Regions from separate parts of the Hordeum vulgare genome. Here region 1 is linked to region 2. A link is a contact called in public Hi-C data. All regions are on one chromosome and are shown on one strand. Each heading gives the region's core, a stretch centred on a gene start, on an enhancer-like site or on the middle of the called end of the contact. The rest is flanking DNA. Distances are from core to core; before and after follow the strand shown.

Evidence for each region. A called contact is a pair of places that touch in the nucleus more often than the background predicts.
Region 1: a Hi-C map of leaf shows a contact between it and region 2, with 4 times the contacts expected there. The contact joins the promoter of LOC123442049 here to the promoter of LOC123442027 in region 2. A contact is called at or near these places in 3 of 6 Hi-C or Micro-C datasets (leaf and seedling) and 1 of 1 datasets of contacts at active chromatin or transcription factors (embryo).

What each region holds. Positions count from the first base shown.
Region 1 is chr1H:421,328,662-421,334,107 of MorexV3_pseudomolecules_assembly, forward strand. It overlaps LOC123442049 (mitochondrial proton/calcium exchanger protein-like), which reads left to right and starts at 1,898. Exons shown (of 15, transcript XM_045118169.1): 1 at 1,898-2,044; 2 at 3,999-4,668; 3 at 4,784-5,096; 4 at 5,430-5,446. The coding sequence starts at 4,070.
Region 2 is chr1H:421,018,507-421,024,761 of MorexV3_pseudomolecules_assembly, forward strand. LOC123442027 (preprotein translocase subunit SCY2, chloroplastic) reads left to right here and starts at 1,512. Exons shown (of 13, transcript XM_045118157.1): 1 at 1,512-2,049; 2 at 2,180-2,268; 3 at 4,069-4,148; 4 at 4,254-4,343; 5 at 4,691-4,782; 6 at 6,099-6,182. The coding sequence starts at 1,602.

The DNA of each region.
Region 1 (5,446 bases), core at 648-3,147, 310 kb after region 2:
TGGGTCCAGTATAGAACCGAGAGGTACTAGCACAAACAAGGGAAGACGGTTGCCATCCTTATTCCTTGCTGCTGGGCGGCCATGGCGACGTTGATCATTGCCTCACTTAAAACACAAGTTGATGGATTGTGATAAGCGTGAGGGTTGAGAGTGAGTGGGGTGGGCATTAGGGTTGTTCTGTTCGATTACGTATCTGCCTTCTTGGCTTTGAGGGCGTCACAGACGACACATACTTCCTCTCCCTTGATGGCGGTGATGGAACAACACAAACACGGGGGATGAGATCATGATAGCAAGCAAGGCAGACATTACGACAGACTGCTCCTTGACGGTCTGTGAGGAAAGTATGATGTAAAGGGAATAGGGTGTCATGGAGAAAGTAAGGTGGGTGCCATCCTGTTTTAAAGAAGAGGGCTCCAGCATTAAATGTCCCGCTACGATGGAAAACCGAGCGAAAAAGGGAGGGTTCGACGCGAAAAGGAGAGGGTACATAATGGGGGTTGGGTTTTGCACTGGGACCGTGTGTTGGAGATAACATCATGAATAGTTCGGACAACCACATTTCTTCCTCACATGTGCGCAAGATTTGGGAAACCCGGATTGTCTAGACTGTTGAATTTTGAAGAACATACTAGGCGCCCGTTTGATGTCCGAACACTTTCGGATGTATGAGAAAAAAAGCTTTGATTTTGAAGACAATTTTAGTTATTTCTCTGATTTATTTATATGCATTGTTATCCGTAGCAGCCCATAGCAACGCATAGGTATCCCATAGTAACGCATATGTGTTCTATTAGTTTCTTTTAATGATTTAGAGTGGTCTTGTTTTCTGTTGCGCTGCTACTTGGGCTAGGCCAAGGACAAACCGCTCGTTTCCACTCAGTGGGGCCCAGATCTAGCCAAAACGGGTCGTGTAACCGGGCCGACCCGACAGGCCGCGTGCCTGGCACGACATGGGCCCAGTCCGACACGGGCTAATCGTGCTCGGGCCCGACATGAAGCACGCCTCGGACCGTGCCTGGGCCTAGAGGCTGGGCATGCGGGCCGACACGTCACGACCCGTTTACCGTTTTTATTTTTTGTTTTTATTTATATATATATAAGATAAAAAAACCCAATAGGTTAAAATTAAGGCCCTGTTTGGGACTGCTTTAATTCACTAAAATCAGCTTCACTTCATGAAATTCACTTTGGAGCAGTTTCATACAGAAGCTACAACACTATCAAGAGAGTGTTTGGCTTCCATCTAGCTCGAGCTTCAAGAATAAAAAAACTGGTGAAAAGAATCTATTTGATTAGTTGATGGAAAAGAAATGAAGGAGTATTCACTTACTGGTGGCAGTGGTGGACAATTTCTCCTCAACTCCAGCTTCTAGAGTTTTTTGGAGCACCCTCTCAGGAGCTTCATAAAAACTTTGAAGTTGTACTCCAGATTCTAGTTTTTTTACACATCAACATATCGTGAAGCTACCCGTTTGACTTGTCTTTTCTGAAACAAAGCTGAATTTTAAGGAGCAGAGCAGTCCAAACAGGCTTTAACACAAAAAACAGCCCAACATGTCAAAATCGGTCCAAATAATAGCCGAACAGGCTGAAATCGGCCCAAATAACGGCCTAAAATACTAAAATCCTAACAGGCCAGCGGACGTGGCATGCCGACGGGCCGACCTGCATAGCCCCGTGCCGTGCTTGGGCCTGGACCCCGGACACGTGGCTCGGCACGACACAACTTCTTTAATAAACGTGCCTCGACGGACCGTGCCGTGTCAGACACGATTCTGGCGGGCCGTGCTGGGCCGTGCCGGGCCAGGCCCGTTTGGCCATGTATGGTCGGGCCCGTACGATGCAACCAGGCCTGCACGGGGCAACAGCACATTTTCCCCGATCCATTCCACTCATTTCCGCCGCCGCTGTCTCTCACATCTCTTTCGTGCGAACTCCCGGCCCCTTTCCTCCCTTCCCCTCTGCTCCCCAAGGACGCAGGCTCAGGTAGGTACTGTAGCACCGGCGGACGGCGGTCCGGAGCTGCTCTTTGTCCGTGGAGGTAAAGGACCTCCTCTCCGCCCCCTCCTTCCCCTTCCATCCTCCTCTCCATGATTCCATTTATGGTCGCGTTTCGCCTTTGTTTTCTTCAAATTTGTGCGACCAATCTGAGACGCCGCAGTTACTTCGACCGCTGATTTGTGGGGGTTTGGACGCCAGGGTTTGGGCCGTGCTCGTACCCATGCCTGCGAGGGTAAAATCTGCGACGCGGACTGTTGGAGGTGTAGGGTTTTGGCGATGTTCGTGAACTTGCCCGCGCGGGTGTGATTCTTACAGATGCCTAGTTCTTACTATGATGCTCGGTTTGCTTGCTTGCTCGGCTTGCCCATGATTATTTTCTCGTGACGGCTTCTGTTTTGGACTGCTTGTGTGATTTATTTATGCTTAGGCCACGACTGAAAATGATGCTATGTGATTTTTTTTTTGCCATGTTAACACGGATGCACCTCTTTGCTTGTTAAAATGGCCTAGGATGATGTCTTCTGTTGGTAATTTCAGTTGTACGTTATGTATGATGCTATGGTAAACCTAATGCACCTCCTTAATTGTTGGCCTATGGTGGTTTTATTGGTATGGGAAATGTGGAATGCTGTTTCTCATGCACCTTACTAGCTGTAATCGTCCTAAGATTGGTTTTCTTGGTTGAAATATTCGATGCCATGTTGAATTTGATATAGCAGTGTGAATTATTTGGTCTTTGCACGGTTGGCATAAATGGTCTGAGTCCACATCTTTCTTGCCAAACTATTGTGAGGTGCAAATGATGTTTACATTAAATATTGGTGCTTCCTGTTGCCATTTAACTTTGCAATCCGATGATTGGGTATATGTTAGCACAGCATCTGTTGCAGAGCATTAGGTGTAGGGTCAAATGGTCAGTGATCACATGATACTGGAGGAGCATCGTTATGATATGGCAGCCTTTTCATGTCATGGGCTGGGTTCACTTCCATGAATTCAACCATTTAAGTAGCAGCAGAAGCATTTACTTGTGGTTCACATGCCTTAATTTTGGATAGATGGATGACTTTGGCTGGACCCAAAATGTTGATAGTATGGGCTGCAGTGTGTCATGGCAAATATATGTGCTTACATGGCCATGATTTTTAGAAGGGCCAGAACTACCCATTCACCTATTGTGCAATAATTTGGAGAGACATGTAGGATTCCAAACCTACGCTTCGTAACCACTCCAATTAGGATACAAATTGCCTATTTCTTATATTGTCACCTTTTCCTCGATTGATTATTGCCGCAGCACAACCTTCATAGCTCTGTCGAGGAACTAGTTACCATGACCCTGGTACAACCATAGGTTTTGGCATTGCAAGCCACATCTACTCAATTTACACACCACATCATATTCTGCCATTATTAATTCATTGAACCTAAACCTAACACGAACAGCAAAGGTATGTTTCAGGTTTTTTTGTGTGGACTCCACCTGTTGCTATTATACTGCTGAGCCCGTTGCTTTAAGTGAACTGCTGCTGATAGCAAATTTGTTGAAGTAAACTCTCGTTGCTTTATATTCATGGTCCTTTTGCAGCTAGCAAACTTGCTAGGCTTATTTGTTCTGCTGATTATTCATTGGACTAATGCCAAGCTTGCTTGGAGACTTGGGATCAGAGTTGATTCTCTTACAGCTCGGCCATACTCACTTTGGATGATCACGCTATTACTGTTATTTGCTATTCATTTAGGATTCTATGTCACTGTACTGGAATGTCTCGAACATCAGATTTGAGGAAATTCTCGAGAACTGACTGTTTTTTGGTTAGGTCAGAGCCACTATCTAAGATGCCTTGAAATGAAATAGTGCCTGTGGGTCTGTGGTGTGTTTCAATATTGTGGTTGTTGAATATTATTTTCTCTACATACATTGCTTCTTTGTTATGTCTTCTTACTAACCCCCTTTATTTGTCAATGTGCATTTCTGCTTATGGTCAAATCAGATCACTTCAGGGCTCCATCTGAAAAGACATGACCTTGGCCTCCACATTGGGAAGGTGAGTAGCAACCAATCATGGCATCAAGGGCAATCATTAGGAGAAGAAAGTATCTCTTGGATCATGTTAACGCACCTATCCTCTCGTCTTCCTCCTCTTCATTCCTCCATGGAACATTTGGTTTTAAGCCTGAGCCAAGAATAGCACAACAATTTCTTGAGCAAAGCTTAGGGGACTCGAAGTCTGAGAAGGAGAAGGAGCAATATAGTGTCAATTTTACAAAGGGGGGTCTGCTAGGTCCTGATAACGGGCTTCTGCGACGTCCAGCTCACGTGATTTCTCACTATGGTTATGGAATTGGAAGGAATGAATTCACATTGCCTTTGGGAGCTAGAGGTTTGTTGCAGTCAGTTCGCAAAGCATCAACTGCAACTGCTGGGCAACCTAAATTGGATATTGAAGAACAGGGTGATGATCAAAACCAGAATAAAAGGAAAAAAGAGGCATCCCCAGAAGAATGTGATCAGGCTGTGGAAGGGCTAAGCACGGCAAAAGCTAAAGCCAAAGCTAAGCAGGTGCAAGATTCGCTAAAGGCTGACCAGTCAATCGTAAAGAAGTTCTGGGCAAGGCTTCTGGGTATTGGTCCGGCTCTTCGAGCTGTTGCTTCAATGAGCAGGTCTAAATTCTTTGTATTTGTCTCAAACGTATATCTTAAGACAAGATATTTCTTTGCTGCCCCATTTCCTTTACTCTTAACACATGATTTTACCTTGTTTTGTTTGTTTGTGCAGAGCTGATTGGGCTGCAAAACTGAAGCATGGGAAAGATGAATTTATTTCCACACTGCAGCATTACTGGCTAGGAACAAAGCTACTCTGGGCAGATGTTAGGATTTCATCAAGATTGCTGGTGAAACTTGCTGGTGGAAAGAGCCTCTCAAGAAGAGAGAGGCAACAGCTCACCCGTACAACAGCAGATATCTTCAGGCTGGTACCTGTTGCTGTGTTCATTGTTGTCCCATTCATGGAATTCCTACTACCAGTGTTTCTTAAGTTGTTTCCAAATATGCTGCCATCAACTTTCCAAGACAAGATGAAAGAAGAGGTTTGTGATGTAACCACTTGAATTACTAAATGTCTTGGTATGATTATACCGTTCATTAATGTTTTTCAGCATGCTGTCATGCTACTAATAGTGTATGCATGTCAGAACCTATGACACACAAGTTCTTTGCCCTGTTCTCTCGCCGGTAGATGTGCAGTGCAGTATCATTATGATTCCATGGCTTCTTACCCTGTTGTAGTCCATTTCTGCTGATACGGCAGATTTAGTGTATCACATTTGAATCGTCCTCGTAGTTCCATTTGTATAGGAACTACCAACATAACTACTTTGCATATTGATTGTCTCATGAATGTAGCCCACTTTCATGTGCAGGAAGCGTTGAAAAGGAA
Region 2 (6,255 bases), core at 262-2,761:
GGAGCATGAAGACGAGAACCGGAAGAGGAGGCGAGGATCGACTGTCGGGCGTTTGTGCATTCCTCGGAACGAGATGTTGATGCAAGACTATTTCGCGGAGAATCCTACATATCCTCCGCACCTCTTCCGGAGAAGGTACCGAATGCGCCGATCCCTCTTTGTGAAAATTCTTCAAGCTTGCGAGGCAAGTTGCCGGTATTTTACTCAAAGAAGGAATGCCGCGGGCTTAAAGAGATTTAGTGCATATCAAAAATTCTCCGCAGCTATGCGGGTGATTTCATATGACGTTCCGGCTGACTATGCCGATGAGTATCTTCACATTGGTGAAGATACCACAATTGAGTCTGTGCGTAGATTTGCGAAAAGTGATCATCCGTGTCTTCAGTCCTGAGTATCTTCGGGCACCCAATGAAGATGACACAAAAAAATTGACGGCATCTAATGAGAGGAGAGGTTGGCCTGGCATGCTAGGTAGCATTGACTGTATGCATTGGAATTGGAAAAGTTGCTCCAAGGCATGGCAAGGAATGTATTGTGGCAAGTCTCGTGATGCAACAATTGTGCTAGAGGCCGTAGCATCCGATAATTTATGGATTTGACATTGCTTTTTTGGTATGCCGGTCACTCTCAATGATATCAATGTGTTGCAACGGTCTCATTTGTTTGCTAGGCTTGCTAGTGGTGATGCTCCTGCTTGCAACTACACTATCAATGAACATGAATACACAAAGGGGTACTATCTTGCAGATGATATATACCTTCCTTGGTGCACATTTGTCAAGAGCATAAAAGAATCCAAAACAAAAAAACAATGTGAATTTGCAAAGGTGCAAGAGGCAGCCCGCAAAGACATTGAAAGATCATTCATTGTTTTGCAATCTAGGTTTGCCATTGTCCATGGTCCTGCTCGTTTTTGGGATAAGAAAACCTTGAGGAACATCATGACATGCTGTGTTATCCTGCATAATATGATTCTTGAAGATGAGAGAGAATTGAACTTAGAATTCTTTTACGACAATATGGGTAGCCGTGTCAAACCAGCTAGAGACCCAAACCGTATTAGAGCTTTTCTTCACACATACAAGGAGATTGAAAATGCAGACACTCACTTTCAACTTCAGAAAAATCTCATTGAACACCATTGGCAAAGGGCTAGACAGTGACTTATTTTTGTATTCATTTGTATTTGTATTCATGACAAATTGTGAATAATTATTTGTAATGCGGATGATTATTGTATTATGTTTGATTCGAATAATTCAGTTTGTTTTCAATTGTTGAATTATGTTATACTTGATATTTGCGGGCTGATGATATGCGGGATGCAGCGGCGTAAAGAGCAGACCCCGCAAAGCCGATTCGTAAAAAAATATATTTTTTACGAATCCGTTTGGGAGTCTTCATCTGTGTCCGTTCGGACCAGCCCGCAAAAGCTGTTTTGCACGGCAAAGCCTTTTGCTGGCCGGCGAGATGCGGGGTCTGCTAGAAGAGTTGCTCTCAGCTAGCCTGCATCGTTGCACGTCAGGCTTTCCCAAACCTCCCGTCCCTGCGGATTGCGGCCGCGCGAGGAGACGGAGGCTCGTTCGCCGGCCACCATCACCATGTCCTCCTCCCTCGCGCTCTCGCTCCCACCCCGGTGCGCGCTCCCCCTCCCGCCACTTCGCCTCGCCCCCAAGCACCCATCTCTCCGCGCCAACCAGTGCCACCTCCTCCTCCGCACGACCGAGCGCCCGCTCCCCCCGCCCCGCCGCCTCCTCCTCCCCCCTAGGGCTTCGTCGTCCGCCACAACCCCCGCCGAGCCGGCGCGTGAGGGTGGCGCGGGGGGGAAGAAGGTGCCCGGGTTCCGCAACAGGTTCCTGGACCTGGCGCGGCTTGGGGCCGTGGCGGAGGGCGCGGCGGAGGCCTTCTTCCGCAGCGAAATACGGCGGCGGCTTGCCGTCACGGCCGTGCTCATCGTGCTCAGCCGCGTCGGCTACTTCGTGCCGCTTCCTGGGTTCGACCGCCGCCTCATCCCCGACTCCTATCTCAGCTTCGCCCCGCTCCCTGCAGGTACTGTCCTCTGGATTATCCCTTCGTGTTAGCCGCACTGTACTGTACACGTGCCGAAGCGTCTAGGCGTGTCACGGAATTTTGTCAAACATCTTAAATTGCAGTTTGCGATGCGCCTTCATCTATGCAGATGACCTCGTTGATTTTGCTTCTGAACTGAAGCTATCATTTTTCCAGCTGGGAATCAGTCATCAGATATCAGCATCGATTGTGATGCAGGTTAGATATTCTCTTCTTCTGTTTTCCGATAACAATATTCCAATGTCATTAGCCACAGCAGAAATCTCAAATTTATCGTTTTCTTTTTCGCCTTCTCACTATTGCCGTTACACTGTTGTTTGAATTTACATTCATGCATTCCCGTCAATTACCGTTTCACCAGAGCTGTTTTGTTTTGCTTGTTCGACAGTTAGAACCTGACATATTTTGGGGTTCAACTAGGTTCAGATCCCATTAACCCCACTTTAAGGTCCTAGTGGGAGCGGGCCTCCTGCAGTGCCGCATGAACCATCTCACATAAGATGGTACATGGATGCCTGCAGGTTAGCACACAACAGATGTGGAACTTGTGGATCAACCCGCTCGGTCACAACTAAGGCCACTTGTCCTGCGTGGTCTGTGCGAACGGCCGAATTGATCAGCCTCTGCCATTGCATGCTGCAGCTTCGACATTGAAGTCAAATCTGAACACAAGCGTGAACACATCAGCCTCTCTCCACTCTTGTTATGACATCATCGTTGATGATGTGTGTCACCGATTGATTCATGTTCATATGCAACATCTAGACTGGTCTAAGAAGTACCGACATTGATTTATTGATACATGAGCGTCCCCATCAATTATCGTCTCTATCCTGACATAGCGAGCTTAACTATGCGTATCTCTGTTTGTTAATCGATTAATTTCAGTTAGGAGAGTTACTGTATGTGCAATCTAGCATACTAGCTGGAACACATAGCATACATACTAGACGATGCCGCTTTGTGGGTTGCTGCAAATGCCCACATAATGCAAGCGGGACGGCGTGGGCAGAAGCGGGCAGCCGGCTGTTAGTCCCCCTTAAACCCTGAAGGCCTGAACCCCCAGCCAAAGATAATTCGTGACATATGCTATGCAGTGGCAATGAAGTTTATTGTCACAACCAAAATGAACATGACCGAAGGATTTTATGCACCTGACCTCAACATGATGGACGATAACCAAATCCACACTTAAAATTCTAAACATTAGAAAAGTTCAGGTTTTTGTATCTGTTAGGCTCCATTTCATCCATACAAAACATAGTTTCAACTTTCAAGTTTTTTTGCCTTTGGTACGCACCATTACAGCTGCACGTAAGATAAGCTTACGTAGCAGAGAGAAGCTGCCTATGTTTGGTTCTTGCCCAAGCTTGCCCTACCAAATATTTGGCTAGCCAAATAAATTGTTAAGCTTTTGGTTGCCCATTAGTTGGTGTCTACATTGGGAAAAATGAACTAGAGTGGGTGAAAGAGCCATTGACACGGCAAAAAACTGGCAACCCTCCAAACAAAGAGGCCAAAATTTTGCCACAAAGTTCCAAACATACCCTTAGCACAATGGAGCAAGAAAATGAGGTCTGTTGTCATACAGCTGGGGGCGTTTTGGTCTTAATTTTGGGCTATCGAGGCCATAAAGAGAATATCAGACCTGGATGTCATGCACGTATTCAAGCAACAGTGTGATAGCAATAGTGACAAGTCTGAAAAGAAGAGCGTAAAATTGAGATTTAGGCTGTGGCTAGTGGCGCAAGCAAGATGTTCCCTTTTTTTGGGGACAAAGGAAGCTGGAATGTCTCCTAGACCTTAGCTCTCCATTTACAGAAAACCAGAATCCTTACAAACAACCACTTTGTAGTTGTAACTACGACAATCAAGCCACTTAAAAGTCTACTTGGGTAACTTCAGTGTGTCTTATGATTATACTAGCTGAAGGCAATTTTTATTGCAAGATATAACAACCCTTTATACTACTACAATAACGACTTGTGTCTGTGTTAGGTTCTTTGCCATGTTCTTCCATCACTTGAAAAGATTCGCAAGGAAGGATTAGACGGGCATGAGAAGATCAAAAGCTATATGTGTGTTTAGTTGTCTATCTTTAACAGTGAGATTGAATTTCTCTTGGGAACTGTTCCATTTTCTATAACCTCATCTAGTCTGAGCTCCTCCATCTTGATGTCTAGATGGTGGCTATCACTGGGTTTTGCAATTGTGGCTGCTTGTACTGTGTCATGCTATTCGCTGCAGTACTCCATATATGCAGCAAGTTACAGGTAAATTACCTTTTATGTGTATATGATATGATACTTTGGCTTCTGTTTTGCTCGTATCTGGCAAGCTTGCTGAAGTGCTCCACCATTGGCCACATCATGCCTGTTCCTTTGATTTTTTCCTTTTCTTTTGCCATACATCTATGGAAGATGGAGGCACTTTAAAATTAGAATTGGCACAAATGTGTGCTGTTATCAGAGTTTGCATATAACTTATCATTTGATTTACGGCATGCCCTGACTCATTTGTACAGTGATGAGACATTATAAGTCGTCCTAATTTGATTGAACTGGAGGGATGCTTTCTGTTCTCTCTGTTGCTCTATCTATTTTCCTTTCATATGTCTCAGGGTTAAGCATGTCATATTAACAAGCTTTCTGCTTGTCCTCGGTGCAATGTCAACGACTTGGATCTGTGACACCATAACGGAATCTGGCTTTGGTAGTACTTTCATCTCCTTCATATTTTGTTTTAACACCATTTGTTGCATGAGTTGACTCTTTTGTGTTATTATGTTGTACTATTCAACATTCTGTCATGTGCATGCTGTACTTGGAAGTCTTGAATGGTTATTCGTACGAGTCTGTTTTGAGTCACATTTTTCATATTACTAGTATAGTACGCCCTCCGTTCACAAATGTAATATGTTTTGGATATTTCAATATGGACATACGGACTGAAATGAGTGAACACACTAAAACGTATCTATATACATCCGATTCACAAAAAAGTAGAACATCTTATATTTATGAACGGAGGGAGTACATGTCTACGCATCATTTCCTTAAGTCGTGACCATTTGATTGTTGTTTTTGTCTGAATGAGATATTTCTGTTCTGCATACTGTTTGCACCAAATAAACTGAACCTGTACTATATAAGCTGAATAAATACATGCTTTTGGGCAGTCTATGTGGAACAGCAGCAGCAGTTTAGGCTTTGCAATCTGGCAGCTGTGATCAGCATGTTATGTGTTCCTGTGGCATTTGGCACGGTACCAATAGTCCAGTAGAATGTCAGCAAAAGCTAGTGCTGCTGCTAGGTTGTTATGTTTGAGGTAAACACGTTCTAGATGGGAAATGATTGCATGCCATCTGTTATCTAGTACTAGCATGTTCAATTAGATTGCTTGCTAGGTATCGTCCTATTTAGGGATGAGAAGGCCCGCAAGTTGGATGTAGTCAGAATTGTCAATGAGACTCAGTCCTCAAATCTCCCCCTCTAATCTAGTTTCTTTCCACCCTAGCATGGGTACTTTCTCCTGTAATCGCTGTTCTTCAAACCTTCGCAGTTGATCTACTTTCTATGATGTTTATCCCTAACAGAAAAAATAAATGCATACTCATGTTGTGGAAGAGCTTCCCGATTTGTATGGGATCGTCTGTTCATGACAAAAGTAATTCCACACTTTGTTTCATTTTTCCTAACTGATTTGGGTCCCAACCAATGTGACTGCCGCTACTGCTGTTCCCGAGAAAAATAAAATAGTGTTTTTGAATTGGGGCTTTCGCTCTGTTCTAGTTCGACTGCTGATTACAGAACTGTGCAATGAGTAGGATTTCGCTATATGTGAAAATCAACGAGTAGGATTTCCTCCTGCATGATCTTGAAAAATAACATATGCAAAATCATAAATGTTTATGTTGATGATGTAGTGAGGTAAACCTTTACCATGTTTATTATCATCAATAGCAGCACATATCTTGTTATTGGCTAGCAATTTCATGCTTACTGCTTCTTGTGTATTTTGCCGTTCAGGGCATGGCTCATCTTTGATTATCTGTGTTGGAATATTGACTGGTTACACAAATACACTACACAAGATGCTAACTCAATTTTCAGGTAATCCCTCCTAACTTATTGTTTGTTTGTATGTTTTATTTATTAATTGAGTCTTCCACGCAAGTTATAAACC